Linked DNA regions of Mus musculus: region 1 is linked to region 2. A link is a contact called in public Hi-C data. All regions are on one chromosome and are shown on one strand. Each heading gives the region's core, a stretch centred on a gene start, on an enhancer-like site or on the middle of the called end of the contact. The rest is flanking DNA. Distances are from core to core; before and after follow the strand shown. Region 1 has its middle 26 kb from the start of Gm42194. Region 2 overlaps Fndc3b (fibronectin type III domain containing 3B).

Evidence for each region. A called contact is a pair of places that touch in the nucleus more often than the background predicts.
Region 1: a Hi-C map of liver shows a contact between it and region 2, with 2.3 times the contacts expected there. The contact joins two enhancer-like sites. A contact is called at or near these places in 3 of 484 Hi-C or Micro-C datasets (liver and macrophages) and 1 of 115 datasets of contacts at active chromatin or transcription factors (microglia).

What each region holds. Positions count from the first base shown.
Region 1 is chr3:27,750,328-27,753,723 of GRCm38.p6, forward strand. No RefSeq gene overlaps it. Among named protein-coding and RNA genes, the nearest start is that of Gm42194, 26 kb to the right of the region's middle. Within about 2 kb of position 1,489, at least 20 of the 459 cell types and tissues checked have an H3K27ac peak or open chromatin away from gene starts, as enhancers often do. A contact at or near this core is called in liver, where this site is marked.
Region 2 is chr3:27,614,995-27,618,111 of GRCm38.p6, forward strand. All of the region lies in intron 3 of Fndc3b (fibronectin type III domain containing 3B), which reads right to left. Among named protein-coding and RNA genes, the nearest start is that of Mir3092, 32 kb to the left of the region's middle. Within about 2 kb of position 1,742, at least 164 of the 459 cell types and tissues checked have an H3K27ac peak or open chromatin away from gene starts, as enhancers often do. A contact at or near this core is called in liver, where this site is marked.

The sequences.
Region 1 (3,396 bases), core at 239-2,738, 140 kb after region 2:
TAATTCCTGTGTGATCACCAAGATGGTAAGTGCAGAATGGAGTTCACGTCTCTAAATTGCGACTCAGGCTCAGCTTAGGGAGTTTCATGAGGTTTTTGTTCTTTTGCATTTTGCTTTCTTGAGATCTTATGCTCTAGGTGTGCTGGCCTAGGGCTCACTCTTAGCAAGATGACCATTTGTTACTGTGATGACCAAAGTTCAATTCCCCAGACCCACCTGCAGGCACCTGGCACACACCACACATCACACACACACACACACACACACACACACTCACCATACACACCACACTACACACACACCACCCCATACACACCACACACACACACACACACACACACCATACACACCACACACCATACACACTACACACACTCTATACACAACACACAGAGTACACACCACACACCATACACAGATTCATGCACACACATACATCACACACCATACATACCACATACCACACATACTATACACACCAAACATACCTCACACACACACACCACACCACACACAACATACACACACATCACACATCATATACACCACGTACCACATATACCAAACATAACATACATACCACATCCACACACCATACACCACAACACATCATACACACACATACACACACCACACACAACCACAAACACCCCTACACACACACCATTATATACCCCCCACACACACATACACACACACACACACACACACCACAGACACACATACACACACACATACACACACACACACCACACCACAGCACACACACACACACATACACAGGAAAGTAATATGATTTACATATGGGGTCAATGCAGGTGTTAGCAGTTTAAGATGAAGTTTTGCTTCAGCAACATCATCATCAGATTGAGCCCCTAGTACAGTATCACTGCTAACTCCCATACACAATGGAAGATGGCCGAGTTAGACAGAGACAAAGAACACCACATGACAACGTGCAGAGACAGTGTTTGCAAGGAGTGCTGTACAGTATATTTCCCTTCTAACCTCTCCCCTCCCCTCCCTTTTCTCTCCTTATGACAGGATCTTGCGACATAGCCCAGGCTGGCCTGGAACTTGTGATTTTCCTGTGTCTGCCTACTAATGTCTGGGATGGCAGATGTATGCTAACACACCTGGCTATGACGTAACTACTTGCGTGTTTTCTTTCTTCTTCTCCTTCCTTATCTTCTCATTTCCTCCCCAAGGCATTTTTCTTCCTTTTTCTCTTATGTAGACATGAACTTCTGTTGTGTCGCATTTTGAGTTATTGCTCCTATGACTCTAGTTAGAAGTTTCTGGGCTCAGCCTATCAGGCCTGACTAACAAGGCTAGACAGACAGAAAGACAGATAATTAAGCTGAGCTAAGAGTTAATTGTCCAGATCGATCATCTACTGTTACATAAGAAATTCTCCCGCCCCCAGATTAGCAACTGCAAACAAATACAATGTCCCTGTGTCTGAGAGCTGGGTGTACTAGCTGGCTGGCTGACTAAAGGTCTCTCCTGAGGTCATGGTCAAGCTGTTTGCAGTGAGGTCTCTGGAGCTGTGACTGAAGCTAGTCGGCTCCTCCTAAAGTGCATGGAGGTGGCTGTTGTGGCGGTCTTCACTTCCTTCCCAGGGACCTTTTCATAGGACTGCTATGACAGGGGTTTCCCCAGAGCATGTGACATACGGACAGTGAGCAAGAAAGCAGCAATCTTTCAAAAATTCATCTGGGACCTGATGATGATTACTTCTGTCAGATCCTTCTGGCCAACCAGGCCGACTTTAGCCTACAGTGGGAGGGAATGCACACAGCTCGAAGCACCTACGAGGATTGTTGAGGCTGTTTTTCATGTTGTTTTTTTCAAGGTCCCCAGGAGGAACAGCACGGGCATGCGCTCGGGACTCTCACAGACGTGCCTGGATAGTTAACAAATGTCACAAGGGTTCCTCCATCACTGTGACAATTGAAGGTACTCTGGAGCCGTTTCTGTATGACGTCTTGATCTCTGCTTGATGTCATATGTGACAAAGAAGAGCCTAGGCTCTGGACTAATATGAATTTAAGATTAGTTTATATTTCCAGAAACACTAAAACCTATGGTTTTGAAGTCACTAAAGGTTGACTGTCCTGTAACATGGAGGGTTGAAGTCACTAAAGGTTGACTGTCCTGTATCATGGAGGGTTGAAGTCACTAAAGGCTGACTGTCCTGTAACATGGAGGGCTGTACTAGTAGTTAGGAAAGGAACATCTACCATTCCTGAGCAAAGGCCTGGCTGGAGCCACTGAAGCGTGTAAACTTTAACCTTCTGTGACGAGGAGATGGAACTTCCTATATCATCTTACCTCCTAAGACTCAAGCCATGCAGACAATGTACAGCTCTATATGAGCTCACTCCTTCCAAAAAACCTGAGTCCCCCAGCCTTGGAGGCATAAAATTCCTGCCTGGAAGGCCACAGAGGCCACTGATCGCCTTGGACCTTCATCGATGAGTCAGGTCTCTCCTAAGACATTTGTACGGGACACTCTTGCTTCTTCGTGACGTTTCTTTGGCTGTGAGATAACTTCTGGACTGTGTCGTGCGGCCATTTATGTATGCCTCTGCTGAGTGGCCTTCCTGGGTCACTGCTGTTTTTAGAGCTCCTTTGCCTTTCTCCATGCCCCCCACTGTCCTGCTTCTCCTGGTCACACTCATATTCCCTTTGAGAAGGGAATCATCCCACCCATCACAGTCCTCTGAACACTGTCTCATCTTCCCTGATGCTGGGTTCACTCCAGAACATGGTGTTTCCCCTCAGCTTTGATCTTTGTTGTTGTTGGGTTGTGTTGTTTTTGAGACAGGGTCACACTTAGTACTGGCTGGTCTTGAACTCACTGTATATAGCCAAGTGGCAGCTAGTCTTATGTCAGCTCCACACAAGCTAGAGTTATGTAAAACAAGGGAACCTTAGTGAGAAAATGCTACCATTAGGTCAGGCTGTAAGTGATTTTCTTAGTAAGTGATGAGAGAGGGTCCAACCCATTGTGAGTTGGGCCATCCCTGGGCTGGTAGCCCTGGGTTCTATAAGAAAGCAGACTGAACAAGCTGTGAGGAGCAAACCAGTAAGCAGCACCCTTCCATGGCCTCTGCATCAGCTCCTGTCTCTGGATTCCTGCCCAGTGTGAGCTCCTGTCCTGATGTCCTTAAGTGATGAACAGTGATATGGAAGTGTAAGACAAATAAACCATCTCTTCAAATACCCCGAATTTGCTTTGAGGTTATGGTGTTTTTGTTGCAGCAATAGAAGCCATAATTAAGATACCAAGGATGGCCTTGATCTTCTGGTCCTCCTGTCTCTACCTCCTGAGTGCTGGGACCACATGTGTGTGCCTGTGGTGACACCCAGTTGATGGAGTGCTAGAGCGTA
Region 2 (3,117 bases), core at 492-2,991:
GGAAGTCAGGACTAAAACTCAAGCAGGTCAGGAAGCAGGAGCTGATGCAGAAGCCATGGAGGGATGTTCTTTACTGGCTTGCTTCCCCTGGCTTGCTCAGCCTGCTCTCTTACAGAACCAAGACTACCAGCCCAGAGATGGTCCCACCCACAAGGGACCTTTCTCCCTTGATCACTAATTGAGAAAATGCCTTACAGTTGGATCTCATGGAGGCATTTCCTCAAATGAAGCTCCTTTCTCTGTGATAACTCCAGCTGTGTCAAGTTGACACAGAACCAGCCAGTGCACCACCTAATGGTTTTAACCCTGTCCAAATTTGGCTTCACTTGGGCCCAGGCAGAGTTTGCTTCTGAAACACTAAGGGGGAAGAGGGGTCTCTCTGCCAGGTTTTAAGTTTGTCAGAGAACAATTTCTTGTTAATGTCCAGTTTACATTGAGGAAGTTGAAATTATAGTCTCCCTCCCTCAGCCTGTGAACCCCAGTTACGATGCCGTTCACTGCAAGGGGCAATCTTAGTTCCCTGAAACCTGCCATGGAGTTGTTGAAAAGAGATGGCAGCCAGTGCTTCACCTAACAAATACTCTGAAAGGACAAATGCTTTGGAAGAAACAGTAGGTTCTGCAGGCTGAGCCACGGCCTGGGGGAGGGGACAAATGAGGAAATCCAACGTGAATCCTGCTCAATGGTGTCATTCAGAGTCATGGCGCACAGTGTCCGCCAATGACACCATTCCCACACTCTGCTGGAGGAGAATGACAGAGCGAGGGAGGGCTGAGGAAGAAAAAACAAGGGAGAAGGATAGTTGCTCGCTGTAAGGGACTCTGAGCTTCAGTATCTGTGTGGTTCTATGGTCACTTCTGTTTCCCTCCACAGGCTGCTGTCACTTCAAGGTCTTGAGCCACTTAACACAAGTTAGCAAAATAATGTCATTGTGAAAAGAGAATAAAATTGTTCTGGACACAATCATTAGCAGTGGAGCGCCTTTAGACGGTGTGTTTAGTGCAATAGTGCAATAACGATGCTTTCTAGGCAATTCAATCTGGTTTTGCTCAAACTGTCATGATAATCACCTGCCTTTTTTTTCAGGGCTCAAAACATGAAAAATTCATCATGAAATGAGGGTCATTATAACAGTCCTTCAAAATTTAAAGATGCTTCACTGGGAATGTTGGTCAATGGCAGAGTGCTTGTATAAAACACTAGGTTCAAGCCTGAATCCCCCAGTGGTTGGGGAGGGGGAGGGAGAGGGAGGGAGCAGGAGGGAGGAGAATGGATGTGCACAGGAGCAAGTCAGGAAGAGGACGAAGTGACTAAGTGTTTCTCTAGAACAACCAACTGGCTTTGAGTATTAGTGTGATTTAACATTCCGGGGAGTGGAAAGCAGGTTCACACAAGGTAATTACACTCTCACTAAAACAGTCAAATGTAAAGGACTCACACTTGGCATAGCACAAACTAGCCAGGAGTCCACTCAGTAACCATGCTGCCCCGGCTGGGAGCAGGGTGGAGTAGAGCAGTTTCCTGTCTCTGCTGACGTCCTAGTCTAATCTAAGGGCTAGGGAAAGCCTGGCTTCCATTACCAGCCTATGCTGTGCCCCCTCTACCTGCTCCTCGCTAGCCCAGAGCAAAGTCAAGGTGGACGACTGGCAGCGGCCCAGAAGGCTGGCTCTAGGAACAGACAGACCTAAGGCTTTCCAGGAAGTGGAGTGTTTGTTTTGGCAGAAGGCTTCTGCGGAGAGCAGAGAAATGGCCCAGATAAAGAGATGGCATGTGTGGACAGGAAGGAAGGCTACCTGCCAGCGCCTCGGCTCAGCCGGGGACACGAAGAGAACGAGATCCACACTGCCCTGTATTAATTCCTGCCTGGACGCCAAGGCCAGAATTCACACTGATCACTGAGGCCCTTTCCTCTGACAGCTGTTATACAATTTTGTCTGGCCAAAGAAGAAAAACTCTTCGGTTTCTGGTGTAATGGGTACAGTGCGGTCTCCGAGGGACAGAATGCTGTGCCCTTTGGTGGCCCCCTCCAACACTTATGATTCATAGTTCACGGAAAGTATTGAGAAATATTCCATCAGAATTGAATCTGCTTTCACAGCGTGTTGTATGTTTCCTGTGTTTTTCTTCCTTCGTTATCACCAAGGACATTCCCATAAAAACAAAATCTTTTCCCCCCTAAGCAACCATATTCTTCAACATTAATCTGTGCTCGGCTTCCAAGCTGCTGTTTAATGATGTCATACAGAGTTTCTTTTTTCAGTTATGCCATAATGATGCACAGAGGAAGTTATGTGGCAAATCAGCTAAAGTGTAAACAAGAGGCTGACCTCAGGATGATTTCAGAGTTTTCAGAAAGGGCCAGCAAGCAGTTCTAACCTTTTCTCACTAGCAAGCAAGGAGGCGTCTGCTCAGTCCCAGAATCTACATTGAAAACTGAGGCAAGGTAGGACACACATGTAATTCCAGTGCTGGGGGGTGGGGAAAGAGACTGTAGATAGCAGGGCCACTGGAAAGACAGCCTCGCCTAGGCAAGCCCCAGGAAAAGGTGGGGAGACCTGCAGAATGATACCCAAGCTTGTCCCATCGCCTGGGTCTGCACACATGGTCACACACAGCCACAGATATCTACTAGCACCCATGTGAACATGCAAGCACACAAACATACACACACACGTGAAGGGAAACTGTCCCTCTTGGTCCCAGTACTCCACCGCTGTACCCCTCCTTTCCCAATAATGAGAATGAAGTCCTAACTTGTAAGCTAAGTCTAACCATGATGCTGGGCAAAAGGAATTTAAGTTGTAAACCAGTATTTCTGCTTCCCGTTATCTGCTGTCCTGAATCAACAGGTGCAGCACAGTTCCACTAGCAAGCTAAGAGGCCCCAGCTCCTGGATAACTCTTGTAACGTGCGGGACGGAAAACCACACGGCAGTCTTTGCCTCTCTCGGGTCATGAGCTCTCAGGACATGAAGCAATCGTCTTGGGCCTCAGGTTCCTCATGTGTCTGTCACACTCACTAAAGGAGAACAGGCACAATACAGCCCAAGAATGGAATAAACGATACAGCAACAAGAATGAAATCACAATTAATAAAAGGAAGCCACAATACCAGGTG